Regions from separate parts of the Mus musculus genome. Here all the other regions are linked to region 3. The links are chromatin contacts, called in public Hi-C maps. All regions are on one chromosome and are shown on one strand. Each heading gives the region's core, a stretch centred on a gene start, on an enhancer-like site or on the middle of the called end of the contact. The rest is flanking DNA. Distances are from core to core; before and after follow the strand shown.

Region 1 (3,770 bases), core at 813-3,312, 160 kb after region 3:
TTTAATTACTTATGTTTAGTTTATAACTGTTTTGGGGTGTTGGGCATCTGTGTCCTCCTTTAAGCAAAAGGGACGCCCCCTGGGCATAGAGAACCTGCTTGTGATCACTTGGCTCCTGTCCAGCATAGCCCAGCTGTCCCTACCCTAACCCTATAGTTGAAGCATCCCTCGGGGCAGGGACTTCCTCCAGAGGCAGTTTCTTTTTGTTTGGGAGCCCTCCAACCCAGCAACACTTGTCCCTACACTGGCCAGGAAGAATTGGCATCAGGTGACCTGGCTCTCCCTAGAGACCGTAGTCACAGACCCAAAAAGCAACCTAGGGCAGAACAGGCTCTCAAGTGCAAACTGTGTGGTGCCCTGTAGCATTAAGTCTTTCTTCACCTCAGCTGGAGGGAAATACCAGAGCTCTGCTTACTTCTGATTTTGCTCTGAAGTCTTAGGTGACTGGCAGCCAATTCAGTCTCAGTACCTAAATGTTTCCAAATCTGATATATCCTACCCATGCCGTTATCCTTAGAAATGCTGTCCTCTTGTTCCAATACAGCATACCAACTAGGCTCTTCTGCCTTCCTGCCGCACACAGGAAACTTCTTGGCTTGGGAAAGACATGGAGATTTTTTGCCTGGGTTGGTCTGTGTTTCCCTATAATGTTTCCAACTCCTGTTACAAATTCCTGGCCCCTGCATCTTAATCCTGAGTTTCTTTCACTCTGCCTCCCTCCCTAGCCTGCTACCTACCTTTGAACATGGATTAAGCGTATGACTGCCACCATGTTCTGAACTCCCTGCTGAGTGCTGTGGGCTCCTTTTGGGCCATGTCAGCTCCACTTGATTTCTGGACTTGCAGAAGAATGGTAAAACTTTTAGGCCCAAAGCTTTTGGGAAGCCATCTCCCGTGGGAAGGTCTCTTTGAATAACAAATAGAAGTCCAAAATGGACACGTAGCAGGTGTGTGCCTTCAGACCTCACCTCACCAGTGAGTTAGGTGAACTGCAGAGTTAGAGATCATCACAGCTTCTTCATTTTAGCAGAAACCAACTAGGAAAGAACAAGGCGGATGCCGGTGATGACTGTACCAGAAGTCCTGACTACATCACTTCTGAGGGTACTATATACAGTGTGAGTCTGAGATGCTCAAGTGGTTATAAAAAAACATCCTTAATTTTAAAGGGGGTTTAGAGATAAAAATGCCTGTCACTTATAATAAATAATCACCCTTCCCCCAAAATAGATTAATTAAGCTAATACAGAAGAAAGTTAGCAGTACCAGTGCGGTGAATCAATAGGTGATTGCCACCAAGCCTGACAACCTGAGTTCAATTCTCAGGACCCATGAGAGAACCGACGCCAAAAGCTGCCCTCTGACTTATGCAAGCATAGCATGGTGCACGCATGTGCATGTGTACACACACACGCACACACCACAATTTTCTTTATAAGGAAAAGGTTTAGCAGCTGTTAACTTTGGCTATTAGTTTGTTATATTAGCCTTTTTGCTTTTCTGAAGGTTTGAAATTGTACAAGATAAAATCTAAACAGCCAAGCCAATGTGATTATATTTGCTCTGTAGAGAGACCATGCTCTGGGCTGGTAACCTGGTAACAGAATCCTTAAGGACAGTTCAAGATGAGAAGTGCTGAGCAGGGAAGCCCAGTAAGGCTTGGTGCACGGACTGGAGAGTGCTAGCCTGGCATCAGGCACCTGCTCCAGGAAGAACTACCTAGTGATAGCAGGCCGCACACGACTAGGCTGGGTCAGTGACTTGGGGTTGGCAACAGGCAATAGCTGAAGCTAAGGCAAAAATCATAGAGAGGAAGCAAGAGAGAGGCCAAGAGCACAGTCCGTGGCGTGCCAGCACTTAGGGAGCAGGAGAGAAGCAACACTCGTGGGAAATCTAGGCTCTGACCAGTCAATCATGCGGATGCCACTGCTTGTCCCTGTAGAAGGGATTTGGCTGTGGCTCTACCAGATCCCACGTCCTTGAGCTCAGTCCTCTCTGCTCTCCATGCGGGACTCAGCCCTGCTCCTGCACCGTGCAGAAGGAGGAGCTCAGACGGCACAGCCTCTCTTGGCTACACATCAGGAGCAGACATGGCTTGAATTAGACACAGTTTCCACACAACAGAGCTGAGGCCCCTGGGCAAGTTGCCTTCCTTCTCTGGGCCTCGGTTCTTCTATCCATGAGGGATGGTGGTGATCACCCTAGCAGGAGTAAGCCATGATCACACATGTGAGCTAGAGGCCTGCAGGTGTGTCAAATGACAAATGTTTAGACGTATGAAGCACCCCCTTTTCATGTCTGTCTGGTGCCTGTTCTCCAGGCTGGTAACAACAGTGATTTGCTGAGAGGAGTAGGGAGATGATACACGCACATGCACACACACACACACACACACACACACACACACACACACACACACATACACGCACACACACATACATACTGGCCTGGGATCCTGCCTAGCTAAGAGTTGACTCTTGATTAGATCTATAATTGAAATTCTGGCCAGTGTCCTTCTAAATGCAGCAGAAGCCGCTAGCCTGGCACAGAGCAGCCTCTGACAGTGGATGCTGTGTCTTCATAAATAAAGCTCGGCCCCTCCCTATAGGAGTCCAGGGCCCTGCAGGTTCTCTCTCATCCTCTGCACCAGGCTGCCAGATCTAGACAGATGCATGGGGCCAGAGCCAAAGATCCCTGCGGAGATCTCCCAGAACAAACTAGAAGCAAAATCTGCTTCTTCCTAAGGACAACATGCGAGTTTCCAGGCCCTCCAAAGCAAGGCAGGTCAATCGAGTTATAATTGGCTCTCTAATTAGAACTCCCATAAGCTGTTAAATTCTTTACCTGCCGCCTGCGTTTTATACAAAGGTAACAAATACACTTGTGCCTTTGATTAAAGAGCCAGCTACAGTCACCAGCTTCCTGCTGGCAGCAGCCCCCTCCAGCCACCACTACCTCACTCAGATGCCTGCACACCCACCAGCAAGCATCATAGGCAACACAGCTGTCAGCTCAGAAGGATCTCTGGGAAGTCAAGCTCAGAGGTCATGTTGCTGGCAACCAGGGGGAAGCTGCAGAGAGTTAGCCATGTTTCCAGGGTGACACATTCCTCGGGAGATGCATAGATCCTGGGGCCCCTACCAGAGCTGCTCCATGCTAAAGAAAGTTCATCCTGTGCCCCTCTGTATTCTCAGTGCTGGAAGAAAATCGGGGTTTGTGTTGTTCCCTTCAACCCTCAAGAGAGCAGTATGGTTTAGTCTTGATAGAAGGACTTACTTTGTAGAAAATGGCAAATGCCACACATCTGGGCTTTTTTTCTTCCAGAGAGCCATTTTGGCCATTATATCACTTGCACTCATGGGCCAGAGAGGGAATTGCTGTTAAGGAGGGAAGCAGAGAGACATCAGAGGGACCATGGATGAAGAACACTCAAGGCCACGCCTCAGAAGCTGCTGTGGCGCTGAGCAGAGGCAGGGCTGAAGGAACCGGGGAAGGAAGTACTGCAGAACTGCCCAGGCCAGGGCCAGAAAGAGTAGTGGCTAAGAGTAGACAATTCGGAGCAGAAGCAACAGCATCTAGAACATAGCTCTGACATGCACTGGAGATCTGTCTGACCAGGACATGTCATGTTTCCTCTACAGCAATCATGCCAACCTCTGGTCTGCCCTCAGGGATGTAGACATGGTTCTGGCCTAGCACAAGCACCTCACCTCAGTACCTGACCTTCCTCCAAAACCAGTAGCATGAAAGTCACATGGGAAATACGAGAC
Region 2 (3,602 bases), core at 778-3,277, 210 kb after region 3:
CCCTGGAACCCTAACAGGCTTCTCTTGCTGACTAATGTAATAATGAAAAATAATGAATCAATATTAGTTAGTAATAATTAATAACCTTATTGTCGGGGTCTTGACTGAGCTGGGACCTTCTCAGGAAGTCTTTCCTGGTTCTTCAGAACCAAAAGCGGTCCCCTCCTGGATGCTCGGGTAGTACCCTCTACATCTTGAGTTCTAATGTGTGATGTCACTTGTCCAGTCTGAACAGCGAGTTGGAAGCTTCTGGTTGGTCCACTTCATTGCTGCATGCCCAGAAGACAGGTGACGGCTATAAATTCTGGCTCAGCAAATCAGTTCATGAATGACACGAGTCTGTGGTGGATGGTCTGGGGGAAGGACTAAGAACCTGTGGTAGGAACCTGGAAGAGAAGCAAGAGCTTGGAGTGGTCCTTCCTCTTAGGAATACAAAGTTAACAGGAGCTGGGGGCCTAAATCCTGTTTCAGAGAGGCTGGTCCTGAGGCTCAGGGAGGGGAGGTGACTCTTCTGTGACTGCATAGCTCAGGAGTGAACTGAGCTCCTTGGCTCTGGTCCTTGTGCCCCTCTGCTCACAGCAACATTTCTCTTCTCTAGATCAAGTCTTCACCATTGTATCAGGAAGGCACTGGGATGAATCTAGAGGCAGATGACAAAGCACTAAGATTCCAGGGCAAATTAAGACCCAGGAACTTAGTCTCTGTTCTTCAGAAAATGGCTTTAGGAACCACGGGCCAGGTGCAGAGGAAGCACTGTGCTCTTGATGAGGGACTTCTGATGTCTGAATTTTATCAAGAAAAACAGGATGGGAAATTCCTTTCCCAACATATCCGCAATTCTGCAAGAGTCATAGTCTGGACAGCTGAATCCTATTGGAAGGTTGTGGTGTGAGTGGCCCGGCCTGGCCTCAGTGTGTCCATAGCCAGGACTCCAGAGATGGTGCAAGTCTCCTCCTCTTGGTGGCCTGTGGGTCTGAGGGAAATTCCAATGCTCCGAAGCCTGTGAACATCTTTTGCAGCATGTAGATAGGACGAGAGCTGGGCTACAAACAGCATCCTGTTTATGGGATTACCCCCAATGTCTAGCATAAATCCATCTCAAGATGAGGACTATCTCATATGTTTGGATCCTGCAAGGCTTTGATGGTCAAAAGTGGGTTACTTTGGGCGAAGTTACTGAACCAAGGCTGCTCAGGGGACAAAGTTTGGTCTGATCTCAAGTCTGCTGTGCATAGACTGGGATGCTGGTTAACATCATAAATCTCTAGGGTCTGGGAAGTCCAAGTGAGAAGTGCTGACAGATAAAGTGTCTGCTGGGACCCTCCTTCTTACTCTTAGGTGACACATTCTTATTGTGTCTTCACATGGTAGAAGGGACAAACAGTTCTTTGTGGTCTCATAACTAATAGCACCAAGGACTCTACGAATAACATAACCATCTCCCACAGGCTATGCCTCCTCATATCATACAGTAGTGATTATATTTCTGTACATGAATGCTTGGGACACACAAATATTCAGTCACAGCTCCTCGACACTGCTGTGTCAGGGGAAGAAGCAGAGGTTGTGGAGTCTTCCTCACAGCTCTACTCTTTTCTGCATCTCCCCGGCAGCCTGCAGTGCTCTGCAGCTAGCCTGTTCTTCATCTATGATGTCCTCAGACCTGCTATATCCACCAAACTCATATCTGGCCTGGGAGAGAGAGAGAGAGAGAGAGAGAGAGAGAGAGAGAGAGAGAGAGAGAGACCCATAGGGTTTGAAGCGTGGGCAGACTTGAGCAAGTCACTGTTCCTGCCTGGCTAAGTGTTTCACCTGTGAAATAGGGCAGGCTACATGTTGTCTGAGGGCTCCTATCCTAGATTCCGTGGGAGCAGAGCTGGGCCCCCATCAGAATTGTGCTGGCCTGGAATCCTGGCAGCCGCCGTAGCTGGCCGCCCACGCACAAGCAGGCAGGCAGGAGGCAGGGTGCTGCAGCCTCATTGCCAAGAGCACAGAGAACTTTCCACTGGGTCCAGATTTTTTCATCACCATGGCAACTGCTGGGGGGTGGAAGCAGAACTCTTCAGAATACTGGAGAGAGATTATATGGGAGAAGGGAGAACAAGAAATTGAGCACAGAGCCAAGCTTCAAGTCAAAACCAGCCACCGGTGGGCCCCACCTTACACACACACACACACACACACACACACACACACACACACACACACACACTCTTCCTTCCCTTTCCTCCAAGCCTTCTCTCTCTTTTGATGTTTTCCTATTTGTGTCCATCCTTCTCAGTCCCTTCCTGAGCTCTGGCTCTCAGAAGCTGGGTGATACCATTATTCTTAACACAGTCTGTACCAGGCGCTATTTCTGGGGCTTTATACATAAGGATTTATTCTACCACCACCACCCCTTCTCCGAGTCCTGGGCAGCAGGTCCCACGATTTCACAGATGAAGAAGACATGGAGGCCTGTGGAGGTTCAGGGACTTGCTCAGCCTCTACTGGGTATAGTCCCATTCCAGAGGGGACATCATCAGCCCCTGTGGTGTTAAATGGTCTCAAGTTGAGAAACTGAGGCTGCTAATAAAATGGGTAGTGACCTTAGGGACAGACAGGGAACATAGGAGGATGTGATGGGGTCTTTCCAGTTCCATCCCCTCTGTCTGAAGTCTTCATTGATCTCCCAGCTTCAGTGCGAGCAGAGAGCCAGTGGCTGGCCTCATTGCCTGCCTCCACTTTTAGGCTAGCTCCCAGACCTGCTTGCCCATCATTCAGGCTCAGGGAAAGATCCATTGGAGATTACTGGCATTTGGATATGCGTGTTCCATTCTCAGCATCCTCCCCACTTCCCTGGGAATTCCCTGCATGGAGAGAGCATGACTTAGGACACCTGGCTCAGTGCCTCATCAGAATTCCAGGGGGGCGTTCACTCAAGTCCTCCAAGGTACCAGAGAGGAGGTGACAGGAAGCCATAGAGAAGGCTATTGCAGACGCAGCAAAGATGATGACACAGGCCTGCCAGCTACTTGGTGGGACCTGAGGGTGAGGATGCATTCAGGCCTATGATGAGACCTCACAGGGCTGAGGTGAAAGGCCCCTGAACATTCGCAGAGCAGTTCCCACACAGGTCCACAGCCTTCTTCCACTGGCCAGTGGGTTGTCATCCCACCCATGTCATCGAGAGCTGATGGGACAGGTGTGAGGCAGCAGCTCACCTTTAACTCCTTCTGCCATTTTGGCCGGTGGAGAATCTGGTGGCAAAAGCAAACCCCAAGAGCCTTGTCCTGGGCTAAATCCTCTCCTGAGGAATCAGATACCCCCTCCCCTCGATTACTTATTTCCCTCTTGAGGAAAACATAAAATAAAAGCAACTCATAGCAGCAGAGAAATCATGGCACCTCATGTGGCAGCTGGTTCTATTCCATCCACGGTGCGGAGCCAGAGAGAGATGGTTGCTGCTGCTCAGACTGCTCTCCTTGGTTCAGTCCAGGATCTCTGCCTGAATGTGGAAGGGTGCTGTCCACATTTAGGGTGAGTCTTCATACCTTCATTAAGCTAATCCAGAAAACCCTTTGCTAGCATGCCCAGAGGTTTGTCACCCGGGTGATTCTAGA
Region 3 (4,115 bases), core at 1,165-3,664:
ACAAATTCTGCATCTTCTCTTGCCAGGAAGCTGCCACCTATTGGCAAGTTTTAAGGATGAGGCTAGGCTTGAATGAATGGATAAGTAAGAATGATCTTTCTGCGCAGGGCAAAGAGAAGCTAGGAAGGAATTAAACAAGACTGGATAGGAAGGGATTAAAGACTGCAGGGAAGGAGGCTTGTGGGAGGCTGTGAGCGACCCCTGGGCTCCTCCTTCCTCTGTGTCCTACCTCTCAGAGGCTCTCTTCTGCAGGCTGCACTTTCCCAGGGTCAGTCAGCTGCCTTGCGGCTTTGGCCACCAGAAGGCACTGCTGGAAGACATCGGGTAGGATGAGAGAAAAGTCACAGTATGTCCAGCTCCTGACAAATGAAGTGTCCCTCTCTGTTTAACTCCCACACAACGACCCCAGCTTCCGGGCCCTTTCAACTCCACCTCCTCTCTCTGGCCTTTCCAGCTTTTGGGATGGCAGCAGCTTCCTGCTGGTGCCAGATTCCGGGGTGGGTGGGTAGCCATGTTGCTTTTCTTTTTCATCTTTCATCTCTTATGCAGACAGTTCCAAGCATCACATCCCTTTCATTTCAAAAACTAGCATGCTTCCTCTGTTCTCATTGGTCCCACCTGATACCAGTGGTACAGCCAAGGCCTAGATTCCAAGTAGAGGGCTGCACCAAGGCCAGGGCAGACACGTCAGAACCGGGAGGTGTTTGAAAGGGAAGTGGCAGGCAGTGGGGACAAGCTGTGTGTAAGGGGCTAGCGAGACAAGTGTGTGTGGGAAGCGTGAAGGTAGTTCCAGCCCATTAGACAGGAACGCCCAAAGCAGCTGAGCCTCAGCCTCGGGAGGAGGCTTCCCTGGACCTTAAGGAACCTATGGGACTGGAGCTGAAGTGAGGAGTTCTGATCACCCGGGAGTCTGCTCAGCCTAAAAGGATCTCTAGGGTCCTGGCTTATTGGTCAGAATTAAAGGCTTCTTGGTATATAAGGTGGGGTGACTGGAGCTCACTGTGGAGAGCCACAGTGCAGGAGGAGAGCAAGGACTGATTTGATGCTCCCAGTGGTGACAGGGTTATCTGGAGGTAGGGTACTCAGTGGAGCTCTGGTCTCAGGAGAGAGGGGTCTGAGTAACATGTGACTTCCCCTCTGTGTGCTTCCTATTGCGGCAGGTGATGTTCACGTACGATGAAGGCAGCAGCTAGACAGAGACCTGAGTGTCAGCTCAAGTCAAGCTGAAATTAAAAGTCCACAGTAGAGTACAAGTGTCCCTGTGCTCAGAGCTTGGGTTCCCAGTGAGTTTTCTGCTGAATGTAGGCACACTTTTTTTTCCTTCCAGAGTTGTGGCCGGCTCCCAGATGGCCAGGCTGGCCTCATATCCTGCTGTGTTCTACCCACCCACCCCTTCTCCAGGCCGCCTGCTGCCCACTCACCTGCCCCACCTCCTCCAGGCCCACTCCCTAACTGGCTCTGTCTTCTTCTAGCTCGTTGCTGTTCTCTTGTCCCTTAGCTCTGGTCTCAGGAGAGAGGGGTCTGAGTGACATGGGACTTTCACCCTCATTGACACTGTTTGTTGCATGCAGACCCCACCCTCCTCCCGCTGGTTCCACACAGTCTAGGTTGGCACTCTGCTTTGGTTTAATCGTTTCCCTTCTGCCACTTGCCTTTCCATAACTGTATCATTAATTAATTAATTCATGGGATTAGCAATTACACGGGCACATGGTCTAGGCTGGGCAGTGAAGCTGTGCCATGTCCACGCTGCTTGCCTTGCTTCTGTGTACAGAGGAGGGGTGGAGCTGCCTCACAGGCTACCCTACCCGCACGAGACCGTTTGTTAGCTTTGCCCTGGCATGCCGGGTACACAACTGGTCATGAACTCTACTCGGATAGACACTGGTTGTTAAGTCGGAAGTGAGGGAATTTCAGCGTGTCTGAAATCCTGTCTATTTAGATGAATATAGATGTGGTCCAGCATGCTTTGAAGCACATAATCTTGTCTGTGGCTCCTTTCCTGCTGACCCTCACCTCCAGGTCTGTGGACTGCCTCCCATCTGTCTGGCTAAAGAGCCTTTGTAATGCAGTTAGCTCTTGCACTGTGGCAGTCGGGTTCCTCCTAGAATCTCCTAGGGGCCCGGACTTGCACCAAGTCTGATTTGGGCTATCACCCGGCCTGGCTCTTGTGTTTTGACTAATTGGATCCCAGGTGCAAGCCTTGCTTGGTCACAACCCCTCCTAGTCTTCTGTGGCTGCCAAACCATGTCTAGTGCTCATTTTCTTCCCCCAGATATTCATGATGTGTTGGAAATGAAGAAGAAAACACACACACCCATATTTGGAAAGCTCAGAGCTCTCTTGGGGGCGGGAGCAGGGCACAGACTGTTCTGTGGACAGCGAGGTGTTGCAGTGTGGCGTAGGGTGTAGCTGTTCACAGCGGGCTGGGGAGAGCGCAGAGCAGGAGAAACAGGAAGCCCCACTTTGGCTGCATGTCCCTGCCCTGTGCCTTGCCCAGTGCCCATGAGAGGTGGCAGCTTCTGTGCAGAGAGGCCTCAGGGTATGTAGGGACTACTGAATGCTGGGTTCTGGGATGTAGTACTAAATTATTGGTGGTGATTGCATCTTGCAAGGTGTCCTAAACATGTCCTAACCACTTGGCCCTATTCCCCTTGATCCTTGCTACCCTAAAGACAAGCATGGCTACAGGCCCCATTTAAGAGAGCTGGTGGGAAGATTCATCACTCCACCTCTTCACGGTTGTGTCACCGTGAGACTGCACACCCTTAGTGACAGAGGTTGATCCTGGTTGTGTTGAGGTCCTTTGAACAGCAGCTCTTAGAACCAGTGTAGACTCTGCAGGAGGTTGTGGACAGACAGCCTTTACTAAACAGTGCAGGCAGCCCTCAGACTTTTTTGTTTAAGGATATCTGGGACACTTTGGAGTTCCGGACAGGTTTTAAAAATCCAGAACCCAGAATTATATAGCAAGATGATAAACCAAAAGCTGTGGCTTAGGGCCACATCTGTCAGGATCACAACTTTTTGCAGGGGTCAGAGGTCGTTCTGCAGTAGGTGGGCAACTGCCACCAGGGGTCGCAGGAGCCTCATCAAGACTCAGACAGGAACCACTGTAGCGCATGCGCAATTGCTCCTTTCCAGGTGCATCACATACCTTACTTAAATTTACATGCCTCAGTACAGGGGAACACCAGGGCCAAGAAGTGGGAGTGGGTGGGTAGGGGAGTGGGGGGGGGGCATGGGGGACTTTTGGGATAGCATTTGAAATGTAAATGAAGAAAATACCTAATTTAAAAAAAAAGAAAAAAAAAGAGTTTTAAACATGTCCAATAGCTTATAAGACAATAATAGTTTTTGACTCTGGACTTTAAAGACATGCCTAGTTCTTTAAATTGTGATCAATAACATATTTTCAGACCCAGCAGTAAAACCAATCAACCTGAAAAAAAAATTATCTGCTTGCCATTTGTGTCTTAATACCTTATAGTTCCTACCCTGCTCCAAGGCAGGCTGACTTAGCGTCCCTATAGGCCGAGCTGGCATTTGCAGTTTCGGAGACTGAGGTCACTGGGTTATTAAACGGGAGTTCAGAGATGCATGGAGAAAATTGAGCTGCCTGGGCTTCTCTGTTAAACTGGAACTATAGTGAGGAGGGTCCAGGAATGCCCTGCACTCTCTAGGAGGAAGCTCCATAGCCTGTAGTTGTTCAGCTGGGTCACACCCAGGCTTATCAGCCTGTCATGAATGCCTGGGACAGCTTTAGCAGAGACTGAGTTTACACAGGGACCTTTGAAAAGGGAAAGAAAACATGAGATCGTTAGCGGGGATCGTGCCCTGTATCCTCCTGGGTGAAGGTCCGTGGTAGTAAGGAAGCCCATGTGAAAGCGCCAGGGTTTCCTGACGGGTTCTTTGAAGCAACAGAATCTTGTCTTAAGCTTTAGCAATCGCGTGTTTACAAATGAACATGACCTTCTAGGTGAGCAGTAGAACAAGACAGTTCTCTGATCTTTGGGGGTTTGTGTCCCAAGAAGCTACTGAAGTAGAAAGCTCACGAATCAGTGCCTGAGACCGTGTGAGACACCGGACACAGCCTCAACTCCCCTGTGCTTATG

What was found. Hi-C and Micro-C count contacts between places; a contact is called where the count stands out from the background.
Region 1: a Hi-C map of forebrain shows a contact between it and region 3, with 4 times the contacts expected there. The contact joins two enhancer-like sites. A contact is called at or near these places in 1 of 15 datasets of contacts at CTCF or cohesin (large pre-B cells), 5 of 484 Hi-C or Micro-C datasets (bone marrow-derived macrophages, cerebral cortex, embryonic stem cells and 1 more) and 1 of 9 other capture datasets (liver).
Region 2: a contact with region 3 is called in a Hi-C map of cerebral cortex, with 2.7 times the contacts expected there. The contact joins two enhancer-like sites. A contact is called at or near these places in 2 of 484 Hi-C or Micro-C datasets (cerebral cortex and forebrain) and 2 of 115 datasets of contacts at active chromatin or transcription factors (the SCID.adh cell line and embryonic stem cells).

The regions. Positions count from the first base shown.
Region 1 is chr12:100,314,558-100,318,327 of GRCm38.p6, reverse strand. All of the region lies in intron 19 of Ttc7b (tetratricopeptide repeat domain 7B), which reads left to right. Among named protein-coding and RNA genes, the nearest start is that of Gm51958, 33 kb to the left of the region's middle. Within about 2 kb of position 2,062, at least 43 of the 459 cell types and tissues checked have an H3K27ac peak or open chromatin away from gene starts, as enhancers often do. A contact at or near this core is called in cerebral cortex and forebrain, where this site is marked.
Region 2 is chr12:100,264,471-100,268,072 of GRCm38.p6, reverse strand. No RefSeq gene overlaps it. Among named protein-coding and RNA genes, the nearest start is that of Gm10432, 10 kb to the left of the region's middle. Within about 2 kb of position 2,027, at least 58 of the 459 cell types and tissues checked have an H3K27ac peak or open chromatin away from gene starts, as enhancers often do. A contact at or near this core is called in cerebral cortex, where this site is marked.
Region 3 is chr12:100,479,085-100,483,199 of GRCm38.p6, reverse strand. All of the region lies in intron 3 of Ttc7b (tetratricopeptide repeat domain 7B), which reads left to right. It overlaps Gm36375 (elastin-like), which reads left to right. Exons shown (of 2, transcript XM_006516439.4): 2 at 1-4,115. Among named protein-coding and RNA genes, the nearest start is that of Gm36375, 14 kb to the left of the region's middle. Within about 2 kb of position 2,414, at least 78 of the 459 cell types and tissues checked have an H3K27ac peak or open chromatin away from gene starts, as enhancers often do. A contact at or near this core is called in cerebral cortex and forebrain, where this site is marked.